Regions from separate parts of the Mus musculus genome. Here all the other regions are linked to region 1. Evidence: chromatin contacts called from public Hi-C data. All regions are on one chromosome and are shown on one strand. Each heading gives the region's core, a stretch centred on a gene start, on an enhancer-like site or on the middle of the called end of the contact. The rest is flanking DNA. Distances are from core to core; before and after follow the strand shown.

Region 1 (4,545 bases), core at 1,501-4,000:
GGTGCTTGCTGTCAAACCTAATGACTTGAGTTTAATCCCCTCATGGTGGAAAGAGAGAACTGAACCCTGTTGATTATCATCCTCCAGCAGCCAAAGGTCTACCTGTGCAGGCATAAGTAGCGGACAGGAAAGAAAGAAAGAAAGAAAGAAAGAAAGAAAGAAAGAAAGAAAGAAAGAGAGAGAGAGAGAGAGAGAGAGAGAGAGAGAGAGAGAGAAAGGAAGGAAGAAAGAAAAGAAGAGAAGAGAAGAGAAGAGAAGAGAAGAGAAGAGAAGAGAAGAGAAGAGAAGAGAAGAGAAGAGAAAAGGGGCCGAAGAGATGGCTCAGTGGTTAAGAGCACTGACTGCTCTTCTGAAGGTTCTGAATTCAAATCCCAGCAGCCACATGGTGGCTCACAACCATCTGTCATGAGATCTGATGCCCTCTTCTGGTGTGTGTGAAGACAGCTACAGTGTACTTACATATAACAATAAATAAATCTTTTTTTAAAAAAAAAATGAAAAGAAGAAAGAGACAGAGTAAAAGGAAATCTGCGGGCATATAACAGGCTCTCACTTGTGAAAGTTCACAGAGCCTGGCACTCACCTGTCTGCTCACTGAATGTCAAGTGTACCCCTCCAGCTGGGTGAACTAATGGACACGTCTACTTTGTTATAAAAGCCCTAGACCACATGAAAGAGACACTATAGGACTGTCTTGGACCTGAAAATGTTGTGCTGGTGGGCTGATTCCCTAAATGGCATGTTCTGATGTCTCTCCCAAGGCTTTAGCAGAATGCCTGTGCAGCACTGGATCCCTAGAGGAAACATGAAGGCAGGATTCAGCAGGCTCGTCCATTTGGCCCACAACTCTGGATTATCCTCGCTGTGTGTTCACGGCACACTTTACTTCCCACACTGACTGTATCAGAATGTAATTGTGAGTTTACTTGTCTGTTTTGTCAAGTAAATTATGATCTCTACAGCTGTGTGGTTCAGTGCCAGTCTCACATTTTAACCCAAAGCAGTCTCAATATATATTTCTGAATTAAAAAAAAAAATCAAACACAGTTGGCCTTTAAAAATCAGCTTAAGCAATTGATGTTCTCCACACCCTCTACCCAAACCCAAGATTGCACCCTCTCCAGTTTCCCTTACAAGGAAGAAATGTCTCTATTTTCAGCCTTTAGGCCACTTAGGCATCTGTTCGGGATGTTCCTCATCATGTTAATCCACTCTGTGAGCTGCGCTTCAAAAGACTATCTGCTTCTCCGGGACCAATGGCCGTGGAACAGCTATGGGTGTACTCTGGTCCCTTCTTGGAGAGGCTTAGAGGATAAAGTGGGCTTGGATAAAGGCTCCGACTTTCAGAGAGGCCACTAGCTATTAGCCAAAATATTTCTGGATCAGTAACCATACCCTATCATCAACTTGACTTTCTAAAAATTACAGTGTGGTTTTAGGACCTGGTACGTAGTGTGCGCGCAGTGCTTGCTGGATAAAGGAGTGAATGGGACAGGATGGGTGTGTGAGTGAGCTTTGATTGACCTTAAGTGAGGCTGAGTATTAAAAGCAAGCAAAAGCTGTCCAAGCCTTTCAGCGCTGAGGCTAAGTGTGGTCACCCACCGAGATGATAGCACCTGGAGAGTTTACTAACATTCCAGATGTCCTCTTGGGAGCAGGTGAAAACCCTGTGCCTGTAAGTAGAGGAGGCGGGGCTCTCTGATACCACAACAAAGCATATTCCTGGCACCTTCAAAGGGTTCTTGAAGACAAAACTCTGACTGCTTCTCAGAACCCTTCCTGCTTCTAAAGTACATTTGGTGAAAGCCTAAGCTGCCAATTCCATTTACCTATAATCTCTGTTACTGATGATCAGAATTCATCTGGCCTTAGATTTGTCTGCCTGGCTGGGTTTTACACTGGTGGAAAGGGGTCTTATTTCCACAAACTTCCATAGGTCTGGGCATGCAGTTGGTGTGGGTGCAGGATTTCTGTTGTCGTTGTTTCCACTCGGTAGCCCTGTGGAAGGTATCCTTGGGTGGGGGGTGGGGTCAGTGTGGGTCAGAAGAGGGTAGGGACAGCGTTCATCTATTTGGAATGCTCTAGTCAGCTCTCACCCATTTGTCTGCCTGCCATTTTCCCCCTTAGAAAAGCCTGTGCTCCCAAAAGCTACAGAAATAAGACAAATGAGAAAAGCCATCACAGAACCTAAGTAAAATACGGGGAAATTTGATGGAAAGCTGGAAATAAATGTGTATACAATGACACGAAAAGAACCCTTCTCGCCTATCCTCTCCGCTTCCAAGGGTGGAAAGATCAGCTTTTTGTGGTATCAATTCTGACCTTATAAAGATAATTCACCAGTGAGAAATACAAGAAAGAAGAGCAGAGTGCTCCGCCCCCCTCCCTTCGGGCCCCCCCACACCTTTACCCTTTTTACTCAAAGGGTAAATCTAGATGTGGCTAGATTTTCTCTCAAGGATGCTAAGAAGTGCTCATCGTTTCTTTGCTCTCCGCTTGACTCAGTCTCGCAGTGACCTCCTCTAAGGACATTGTGAGAGGAGGAAAGGTCGTGACACTCCCAGGTCTAGTTAGACAGTCACGGAGGCTCAGCCCAGGAGCGCCCCCCGCAGAGCCCACTGTTAGCCAATGAGACACTGAAGTTTCCAGATGGTGAGGTACAGGGTTGCTGCTGAGCCAATCAGACTCCAGGCGCGGTCAGGGGGGGAGGAGATGCGAGGAGAAGCCTGGGGCGATGGAGACACAGAGACATCAGCAGAAGTTTCTCACCTTGGAAAGTGAGGGAAGCTCCCGCATCTCCAGCTCATCCTCACCTCTGCGCCAGAGGACCTTAGGCTACTTTCTCCGCCTTATCTTGCCTAGGGGACTGCTGATAGTCTCTGTCCTTGCTGCCCTGTTTAATGTTACCTTCCAGGGGAAAGAGAGCAAGGAACAACTGGGTGCTAAGAAACTGACCCCAGGCCCTGCGGGCCTCTGGAGAGAGGAGACAGAGGAGGAGTGGCTGGGGCTGGGGGTCTCCATGCGTGGGCCATGGACAGAGCGGCGCTCCTGGCCCTGCCCAGCTTGTGTGCGCTGTGGGCAGCCGTGCTGTCGCTGCTCCCCTGCGGAACCCAGGGCAACTGGATGTGAGTATGGGCTCTGTGGAGGCATATAGGGTGGCTGGTCAAAGGAATGACCCAACTAGTGGGCTTTCAACTTGAGGCTGGGAGAGAAGGGGTGGAGACCCTAGGAACGCTGACCTAATGCTTTTGGGGTGGGGGAGGGAAAGGGGAGAGGCTTACCTCAGGGGTGCCGCGTCTTACAGGTGGTTGGGCATCGCCTCTTTCGGGGTACCGGAGAAGCTGGGCTGCGCCGACTTGCCGCTGAACAGCCGCCAGAAGGAGCTGTGCAAGAGGAAACCGTACCTGCTGCCTAGCATCCGCGAGGGCGCCAGGCTGGGCATTCAGGAGTGCAGAAGCCAGTTCCGACACGAGAGGTGGAACTGTATGGTCGCCACTACCACTTCCACCCAGCTCGCCACAGCCCCCCTCTTTGGCTATGAGCTGAGTAGCGGTGAGTCACCAGGACCCTCGGGGATGGTAGGACATACAAGGCGACAGCTTTTCTGCGCGTTCCTTCGATAGAGTGTATAGCGCCTGCACAATTCGGTGCTGGCAAGGTCTTCAATATGGAACATTTGGTGCGAGGTGGGGGTGGGGGAAAACTGGGGCAACAAGGGCCAGCCCCCAGTGTGCAGGTGCGGCCCTGGGGAGGGACGTCCGAGATCTACAGAAGGACTCTTAGAAGGGCTGAAATTCTCCTTGCTTCCCCTGGCCCCTGCCAAAGTTTCAGAAAAACTGAGTTCCTATCCCGTCGACCCCAAGGACCCCATGGCGCCCCGCTCCGTGGGTGACCAGCTGGACAAACATGAGGTCTACAGCCGAGAATGATGCAGCCGCATCTGCTTTGATTTAAGCAGCTCTGTGGCGCCCAGAGCTGCGGACAAGTGGCAATTGAAGCACAGCCGCACGTTTTACTGACTCCTGGGAACACCAGGTTTAGTGCACGATGGTGATTTTTTTTTTAAGGGACTGTCACCTGAGCGCGACTTCTGTGTCCCCCACTTTTCTGTTTCTTCCATCTCTCCTTGACCGGGCGGGAGCTCTCTCTGCGGTACGGGGAAAGTGCGGTGGAAAAAGAAAAAGTTCTTCCTACAGACGTGGTGACTTAGCGGGGCTAGTGGTGCTAGGATGCTTCCTGAGATATTAGCAAAGTAGGAGTTTTAGGCCTGAGGCACTGAAAGATGCGCTGTCGTTTTTTTAAAGTTCATTTCCGTTCGTACTGCACTTTGACCCTTCTCCAGTCAGTTTCTGCACGCGCCTCCACAGAGCTGTGCGTCCCAGCTCTGAGTTTTGTCTGGCAAGTGATGCTGAAGGATCCCTGGCCTGGGGGTGGGGGTGGGGTAAGGGCTAAGAACCAGGAGGAGAAAGAAAAAGTAAGAAAGAGAGAGAATGTGTCCTAAACAGTTGCTGAGATGCAGAAGCATTCGTTACCGAAAAGGTTTAT
Region 2 (4,545 bases), core at 712-3,211, 110 kb before region 1:
TTTTACCGGAATCAAGCTTAACATTTGATTCTAAAATTTCTCCTAAACCATGGGCGTAAAAACCGTCAGACAAATAGTTCACTAAGGGGTAACTCCTACCATGGGAAAATAATTAATTTTTGGATTTTAATAAAGCCTAAAGTTTTAAGTCGTGGAATGAAAATCGACATACCAGTGGAGGGTTTGTTTGGCAGGGGGTGAAGGGAGGTAGCAGCCAGCGTGTCCACATCTCTCCGGCAGCATAATTCAGGGGTAAAAACCTTTCAGCACCTGCAGGAGGTGAACATGGGCAAACTGTGTATCTTCTGGGGGAGTTCAGCAATGAACTGCCACTGCTGACACGTGCCCAGTTATCACAGCTTCTTAATGGATTTTTAGTTCCACGGCTTGTGGCTGATAACTGAGATTCTGTGCTTGAACAGCCCATCTATCCATTACGGGGAGAACGAGGGAGGGGATGTGTTAGGAAAATTGTGGTGAGCAATTAGTAGTCAAACACAGGGCATTAGAAATGCTGTGCCAACAACTGATTGGTCCCATAGGACAGTGCACTGTGCTGTATACATTACAGGCACCGAATCTGGGTGCAGCCCTAATGATTATGGAATGTATGTATCCACTGCACACCAGGCAGTCGTTAAAGAATTAGTTGAGGAGAAAAACATTTATTTTCATGTCTTAATTTGCTTCTCTGCCTTTAAAAGTGTGCCATCTTTAACACTTGCTTATTTATATTTTTGAGCTGGTAAATTTGTAGCTGCTGTCCAAATTTTTGTCCCTATCTTTTAGTCCTTTTCTGTCTTTTATAGCATACATTTCAAATGGTGTCTTGATGTTTGTAAATTATCTAAACATTGCATATGTGCTGATTCACAAGAAACATAGTTTCCAATAAATTTTAAAGTTCGTGGCCTAGGAAGATGGCTGGGGTACTTGCATCTCAAGCATGATGACCAGGGTTCTGATTCTCAGAATCGAAGTAAATGCTAAGTTGGGTGGTGGTTCCCCTATAATTCCAGCCTTAAAGGCAAAGAACTCCAGAGCAGGCTGGTTATTAAGGCTGGAGGACCCTGCCTCAGTGAATAAAGTGTTTGTGGATGACTGGATGATTGCAGACACCAATCTTTACATGCAAGAGCTTGCACCTGCACTGAACAAGCAAAACATGCATATGTACACAGATACACGCCTCACACACTGGAGGAAAACCACAAAAAGAAAATAATAGAATATTATTTGAGTGTTATGGCAAGACTTTAACATTTGTCTTGCATGTGGTTATTATAAACAAGAGCCCTAAGGGATGTGTTTCAAAGTCTTGTTTATGCCTCCACCAGAATACTGTCCCTGGCCCAGTATCCTTGTTTTGTTTCATAGTGCCAGGAAAACTGAAGGCAGGCATAACTTTTAGGAGATTCTGATCAGAAAAGACATGCTCTATGCATCCATCAAAATTATCAAAATAAAATAGCCAATATAGGTGCTTAGAAGTTTATCGAAGAAATGAGATTTTGTGAGACCTCAAGAAATGAAAGAATTCTACATCCTGCAAAAATCACTGTAAATACTTTTATCTTAAGTTGTCTTAGGGCTAGAGATGAAGCTAGGGGTAGAATGTTTGCCTAACATGTGTGAGGCTCTCAGTTTGATCTCTGGTGCCAGAAAAAAAATATTATCTTAAATCTAAAAAGGCTACTGGCACTAGTTGAATCAATCCAGTCAATAGCTAGATTTCTTACCCATTAATTTAAATTGGCTAAATTTGTGTTGCCTTTTCTAGAGGAGAGAAGAAATTCTTGACCCTGTTCCTCAAACTCCCACAAAGATGTCAAAGTGTAGGGGGTTCATTTGAACAGTGTACTGAGATATTGTCCTGAGAAGGATCAGATATGCTTGTGGTCTCTCTAGTGTTTCCGGCTTCCCTGAGGCTGGGCGGGTTTTCGAGCAGATCAGACTAGCTCTGCAGCAGATTCATTCATCATTGTAGATGCAGTCTTCCAGGCAGTCAGCAAAACTGGCAGAGTGTCTGCCTTGCGCATAACGAAGCTTTCAAAGCTCTTGACAAACTCCGTGTTAAACCCCCAATCAGTAACATGCTCGCTAACAATTACACGCGGCGCTGTAAAGAAGAGAATAGGCTGTGTACAATGGTGGGGAGCACTAACAGGTAGGAATGGTTATCAGAGACTGGCTCACTGTGCTGGTGAATCTACAATAAACAAAAAGGCGTACGATAAAGCCTGGAGAAAGAAAAAGCTTGTGTCAGAGCTTAGCTGCAACAGGAAACAGTTTATCACTTTTAAAGAAAAAACTGTGAAGACCAGTGTGGTAAGAGTGATTGAACAAGGGAGAAGATAACATGGAAAAAGGACAGAGGGGTAGACCAGGACTGGCTTCTGCATCCTTGGTCGAGCACCACAGGGAGTTAGATCTTACCTCCATCACATTTAGACGTACCTGAGCCTTCATAGGTCCAAACTTAAGCTTGTGATCCCATTTGTATCATTCAAGACATCCACAAGGGAAAAACACTCAAGGACTCTCAAACGGTTCACTCAACTGTGGGCATTGCTTACACGAGTGACACAGAGCAGAGAAGCAACCCAGAGAACAGAGAGACACCAGAGTTACAAAGTCTGCACCTCACAGAAGGGATGGAGCAATGAGCTAGCATTATGGGTTCCTATATCAGTATGGCTACAATGTCAAGAATACCTATAGATTTTATTACTTTATTATTCTGATTGAGCAATCAGACATTATGTCTTTCTTCATATGATGCACTGAAAAAGTAGGTAAAAGCACTCAATTAAATGTTGTGTTAGTGTATTGTTAAGATCATAATCCCTAAATTTGATAACATTTTAGGTTCATTAAAATTGCTATTAGAAATACATATTTCTATGTAAAATGGCCCAGTTTCTTGAAACTGCTTTAAAGCAATGTGGTACTCCTAGATCAGGGAGTAAGAGTTTGGATAAAACAAGGTTGTTCATTTGGCTCTATCTCTCCTATGGCTCCTAAGTGACTCTGAGACAAGGAAGTCATTGTCTTCTAATATATGCTCACTGAGGATCCAACCTTGCCCCCAAGGGATAGATTCAAATACATGGTCACACAGATGACACTAGTCAAACTCAGTGGACCTCAAGAAAAGAAACAAGCAAATGAACATGATCAAAATCATGAATGAGGGAAGAGGACTTGAAGATGACTTGTAGGTAAGAGGGCAGGAGATTGGGGACGGGGCAGCATTATCAGAATGCACTATGAGAGAATGAAATTGTCAAAGAACAGATACACTAAATGCCTTAAAATATTTAATTATAAAACAAAATAGGTTTCAGTAATTGAAATAGGGCAAAGATTGAAAACTCACTTTCAGATATTTGTTTTCTGAATACTAAACTCCCTCTAGTCTCAGTGTCTTCAGTGACTGATGTCAGGTCTACCTCTGAGGCATGTTTGTCTGGGCATGGGAAAGCTAGAAAATACATATCAACCATGTGATGCTTAGGGAAATTCTTTTGTGTGCTCCACTTTGATTTCCTTGCACCAAGAGCTTCTCGTCAATATTATTGTCTCTCAAACTCTGCGAAGTGAAACCTGGTGTGAATTACTCTTCAACACAGGGAAACTGGCTGAACTCTGAAACCTGAATGTGCTGACAATGTTTTATTAAACCTTGATGAAGTCATAAGAGTTCAGCTACAAATTAGTTTACAGAAGTCATGCACATACAAATCAGAATTTCTGTAGGCACAAGTCCCTGCTGAGATTCAAAGCCTGCCTGGTTTGCCTTAGATGTTCCTTTAGCTGGTAAGGCCAGGTGGAGGTGAGGGCATGGTGTTGTAGACAGAAATTTCCCCAAATCTCAGAGCATAGGTACTGAGGGATAGGATAATCTCTCTTCTCTCCTCTCCTCTCCTCTCCTCTCCTCTCCTCTCTCTCCCTCCCTCCCTCCTCCTCACACAGAGAGACTCATATGTGTTTGTGCGAGTGTGCATGCATGCACAGGTCTGCACTTGTGTGTTCATGCATATGAAAGCCAGAGTTCAACCATGGGTGTTATTTCTTAGTCACGGTCCACCTTGTTTGTCGCCACAGAGTCTCTCACTGGTGAACTGTGCTCTCCAGTTCTCCCCAGTACTAAGAATATAAGCACAAGGAAACAAACTCAGTTTTTCCCATTTATGGGACACTTTACTTTCGGAGGCATCAAATGATTGATATTCTCTAGTTTCTCGAGTCTAGACAAACATCATGTCTTGAAAGATAGAAGGCCAAAGTCGTTTGTAAGGGAAGTACAAGATATCATTGACCTATTGGCAGCCTCTCAGGCACATTTATTATTTCACCTTTATTGATGATGTTCTCTCAGCCTGGCACACTTCCTATCATTTGCTTCTACCAGACCTTTAAGACCATCTCTGAATTCATGGCCTCTAGGAAGTCTCATATCCTGACAAAATATTGCTCTGCAACTCAATGACCATGTGGACAGAAAATCCAATATGATTCACTATTACCAAGGAAGGTTATAGT
Region 3 (4,545 bases), core at 915-3,414, 71 kb before region 1:
CTGCACACTCTTTAGTCTCATATTTGTATATCAAGTGGAAGGTGATACAGACAGACAAGAGAACTCTTTCACTGGAACTTAAATCATTTCCAAACTCCACACCTGAGATTAATGTACAGTTCTTGGACAAGAGCTACCCTGAGAGCGCCTTTATCTGTAAGAAATGCTTGGAAATGGGTTTGTTTTAAACCTGGTGCACATAGCTACCTACAACCACAAAACAAGGGGAAAGGAAGGAGGAAGGAAATAAGAGTGGCTACTGTGAAGGCGCCAGAGGCAGTCAGGCTGCCACGGAACTCGAGCTCACGTGATGCATCTCCCCCCCACCCCACCCCCCTTCACCATTTTGTAATGAGAAAACTAGACTGACGGTGTGACTTGATATCCCAGCCAGTTCATGAGAGGGCTAGATCTAACATTCAGTGAGCTCTTTCCAATGTGTCTCTCTGTTCTCTTATTCTGTAAAATATACCCACAGTGTACCCAGTGATGGGCGGGGATAAACACCCTAAACACCCTTTCCTAACATCCACTGACTTTGTACTTCTTTAATCCTTAGATCTCTCTCTCTCTCTCTCTCTCTCTCTCTCTCTCTCTCTTTTTCTCTCTCTCTCTCTCTTTCACTGTACGTACCGGTGCGTGTGCATGTGTGTGTGTGTGTGTGTGTGTGTGTGTGTGCGCGCGCGCAAATGTGCGTCTATGAGATGCCAACCTCAGAACACAGAACAACCTCATTGAACAACCTCAGGAGCCAACCATGTTTCTGAGGCAAGGTTTCTTACTACTCTGGAACTCATCAAGTAGGCAAGGCTGGCTGGCCAGTGAACCCCAGGCCTCTGCTTTTCAAACTACTGTTTAGCTTTCTTATCATGTGATCCGCTCTTGATAATGACAGCTATTTTTTTTTCATTTTGATACAGGATTGTGACTTATTGATTCACCCAGAAGAAACCTGTGGGTTGCAGCCTATTTCTGCAGAATACATTAAAGCCATTTCACAGCCTGAAATAGAGAGTTGTCCATCTGGGGACACTAAAGGTGAATACATGAGTATCCTTTCTCTAAAATAGACCCCTTGGTCTATAGGCACATGTTTAATTGGCCCCTGTTTTAAACAAGGACCTTTCTTTTTCACTCGAGTAAACATCAAGACATACTACAAGTGTAGATGCATTGTTTTGATTTGTGGAACATTTGATTAATTAAGCAAACAAACTCTTTGCTTCATTGCTAACCCATTGCCATCTAGAAACGGCAGACCAGAGGTCACTTCATCCAGGAGCCTTCCTTTATCCTCTAACTCATTTCCTAACTCTGTACTTTTCTTATATCACAATCTCTACAATCCATTTAGTACCTAATGCATTGTTTACTGTCATTCTTCCCAAGATGTTGGTTTCATGAGGACGGAAAGTTGGCCTTTTTCACTTTAGTTTTTATTACATTGTCATTTATGTGTGTGTGGGGAGGGGGTACCCATGCACACGCATGTGTGTGCCAGGGAGAGCACAGGAAGGTCAGATGACAGCCTGCACGAGTCAGTTCTATCTTTTCATCATGTGGGTCTCTGGGAGCAAGTTCAGGTTGTCAGGCTCAGAAACAAGCACCCTCACCCACTGTACCGTTCGCCAGTTCCCTTTTTCAACTCACTACATTCATACATACATACAACCATACATACATACAACCATACAACCATACATACATAATTCACACATGGTGGATAGAAAAAAAATACCCAGTTTTAAATCATTTATTTTCATTGTAGGGAAAGTATTGGAAATAACCACAAGTATCCCTCATATTTTGATCATTTCTACAAATAGGGACATGAGGATTTCAGATTGTGGCCTTAAATCTCACATGAGTCACGGACAGACCCACAATGAGTCACCACTCTCTTTGTTTTCATCCTCTCAGGCTTCCTGAAGCAGGCAGAGTGTAGTCAAGCAAAGCTGATGCTGAGAATGTATTTTTAAAAAATTTAAAAAATTGAACTAATTAAGGTTCAGAGCATGTATTCTTCGGTGGTCCTGGTTACTACTCCATCCTGACCCCCATAGCTCCCGTCCTCAGAAAGGCCCGCGAAGGCGCACACAGCTGCACTAGCCTCACCGTGAACTTCACACGGCTGCTGCAGCGGGAAATGTGTTTCCCAAATGGGCAGGGCAAATTGCAATTTGGCACGCAGCTAGCAAATGTGGGCATGTCCCAGTCTTGAACATATGTTCTAAATAATAAACTCCAGTCAGGGAGGGACTCGCCTGTTATGGAGGGTCAGGTGCCGTGATCTGTGTCTCCCTGCCGAAGGAGACACAGACTCAGCCTTCAAAGGGGATACCTGTGTCCAGTCCAGTATTGTTTAATCAGACGACAATTTATGACAATCGTAAAACAACTTAATTCTACTCTTTGTACCGCAACCAAGGCAAAGCTCTTCTACTCTTCAGTTCACGACACCGTTTCTGCTCAGGAGTCAGCAGTTTGTTCTAACCTGTGAAATTCACCATTACATCAGCCGAGCCCTGGATCGTCTCTGTCCGTTGCGTGGACTTGGTTTGGTGCATCAGTAGACCCCTTTAGAGAAGGACCCACACTGACTGCCATGCTTTATATCCTGGAACTTCAAGACTTCCCCCTCCCATCTCTTCCCTACCTCTCAACCTCCTTGCCTCTCTCTGTGCTGATAACCCTGCTTTGGGACGTGCAGCTCTGCTTCTCCAATCTGTTCCGCTGCCTCCATAGGCCCATCCTGTCCTTTCCTTCTGCCTGATGCCATACTCTTTTTCGCTAGCCGGCCTCATTCCACCACATTCTCTGGGTTCCCAGAGCAATCCAGGCATAGAATCTTCATAGCGCTACCTCCTTCTCTTTCAAGTGTATACTGACTTAGATCTGTCTGAGACCAGTGGTCCCCCCAGAACACCGTGATAAACACCAGGAAGAGAAAAGAACAGAACAGGGCATCCCTGGGGATGAAGCCAATAATAAAGATGAAAATATATGTGCAACCGCCTTGTATCTAATCATTTTTATTTCCATGTTTTATGATGGACACAATATATAAACATAGGAGTATCTGCATATCGTATACTGTGCATGTACTAAGACGTCAAGGGTGCATGGGCTGTATGTTTTTACTGATGGCTTCCCTTGATTAGATTTCTCGAGAACATAAATTGTTTATATTAATCTTCCAGTTCCTAATAGACAAATTAAAAAAAAAAGGTTTACCAAACTAAAGGGAGATTTAAACCTTTCCCTTTCCACAGGAATCTATGACACAATCAGGAGGCTACACACACATACATGCAGACGAACGCACGCACGCACGCAGAGAGCACCAAAAGCCCGCAGACTCAAAGACGTAGAAAAAGTCCAGAAAATACTGTTCTAGAATGTACGGGGTGTTCCCAGAGATGACCCAATCCTTCATAACAGGACTTTCTACATCTTAAGGGAGAACCAATCCTGGTAGATGATGCTGGAGGGAAATCTTCTAAGAAGTTATGTACTTATTCAAACATCTTCCAGGCCGAAAAGCTATTTTAATAGTGTGCTACAATTTGACAGCCCTGGATCCATTCTTTTTACCTGCAATATACTAATGCCATACTGTCTTTTTTTAAAATTAAACTAACTTAGATCATTTTGAATCACTGTATTTCTTTTCTCTTCCTCAGTTGCTGAATAAAGTAAAAGTAATTCTTCTAATTTGGAGAAAGGAACTATACATGCAGTTATAATTAAATAAGAACTTCTAAAAACCCTCCTCAAATCATAATATATAAAAAATGAAAATATTTCTCTATAACTTACTTTTAGTGAGAAAATGTAGAAAAAACATCATACTTCTAATATTTATTATGTTTTATTCACTAAAATTAAACCTTTATTTTATGAGGTTATATACAGTAATTAGCATTAGTATGTACATGATTTTATTTCCACCATGGTCCTAGATGACCGAATATTTTTTTCTCCATGATACCAGCCACTATGATCCACTCAAGTGGCATTTACCATAAAGCTCAAAGCATAAAGAAAATTCCTTTTTCTAAAGGACAGTTGTGCTCCTCAAAATGTTATTCCTTAAAATGCCTGTCATAGTTTATTTCAGAAGTTGCAGTTTTGATTCACTCCATGTTTAAATATATAATTCAGGGCTTGTGGTTAGTGCCCCTCCTTTTTTTTGACAATTTTAATTAAGAGCTGGTATCACTTAAAATGTCAAGATCCCCAGTCGTACAGATGTTATACAGATGACTACCTAAACTCACAGTAAATAAAAGGCATTGCTAACTGATTCAAAAACAGAGAAAGTCATGGCTGCATAAATATATAGTAGTGTGTGACATAGGGGCCAACTTTGCAGATACCAAATCAAGCCTTCCTTTTATGTATGTAAAACTTAATGCCCCAAAACTAATTGTAACCATATTTGAGTGTTTCTTAGAGCTGACCACTTTTTCTTCATAATGGAAGTAGCCACAGAGGGTCTCAACCCTTCTGGAAGGCTAGGGAAAAAGAATGTTCTGGATTCAT

The links. Hi-C and Micro-C count contacts between places; a contact is called where the count stands out from the background.
Region 2: a Hi-C map of uterus shows a contact between it and region 1. The contact joins the enhancer-like site here to the promoter of Wnt16 in region 1. A contact is called at or near these places in 2 of 39 promoter capture datasets (the 3T3-L1 cell line and frontonasal cranial neural crest), 1 of 15 datasets of contacts at CTCF or cohesin (the NIH/3T3 cell line), 2 of 484 Hi-C or Micro-C datasets (reprogramming fibroblasts and uterus), 1 of 115 datasets of contacts at active chromatin or transcription factors (bone marrow-derived macrophages) and 2 of 9 other capture datasets (liver and macrophages).
Region 3: a Hi-C map of embryonic fibroblasts shows a contact between it and region 1, with 3 times the contacts expected there. The contact joins the enhancer-like site here to the promoter of Wnt16 in region 1. A contact is called at or near these places in 3 of 39 promoter capture datasets (the HPC-7 cell line, hippocampal neurons and second pharyngeal arch cranial neural crest), 19 of 484 Hi-C or Micro-C datasets (the C2C12 cell line, bone marrow-derived macrophages, embryonic fibroblasts and 8 more), 3 of 115 datasets of contacts at active chromatin or transcription factors (the HPC-7 cell line, embryonic fibroblasts and pancreatic cancer cells) and 2 of 9 other capture datasets (bone marrow-derived macrophages and liver).

What each region holds. Positions count from the first base shown.
Region 1 is chr6:22,285,477-22,290,021 of GRCm38.p6, forward strand. Wnt16 (wingless-type MMTV integration site family, member 16) reads left to right here and starts at 2,751. Exons shown (of 4, transcript NM_053116.4): 1 at 2,751-3,125; 2 at 3,305-3,552. The coding sequence starts at 3,031.
Region 2 is chr6:22,178,555-22,183,099 of GRCm38.p6, forward strand. All of the region lies in intron 15 of Cped1 (cadherin-like and PC-esterase domain containing 1), which reads left to right. Among named protein-coding and RNA genes, the nearest start is that of Wnt16, 110 kb to the right of the region's middle. Within about 2 kb of position 1,962, at least 9 of the 459 cell types and tissues checked have an H3K27ac peak or open chromatin away from gene starts, as enhancers often do. A contact at or near this core is called in uterus, where this site is marked.
Region 3 is chr6:22,214,592-22,219,136 of GRCm38.p6, forward strand. Cped1 (cadherin-like and PC-esterase domain containing 1) reads left to right here. Exons shown (of 22, transcript NM_001081351.1): 16 at 921-1,038. Among named protein-coding and RNA genes, the nearest start is that of Wnt16, 71 kb to the right of the region's middle. Within about 2 kb of position 2,165, at least 44 of the 459 cell types and tissues checked have an H3K27ac peak or open chromatin away from gene starts, as enhancers often do. A contact at or near this core is called in the C2C12 cell line, the HPC-7 cell line, bone marrow-derived macrophages and 5 more, where this site is marked.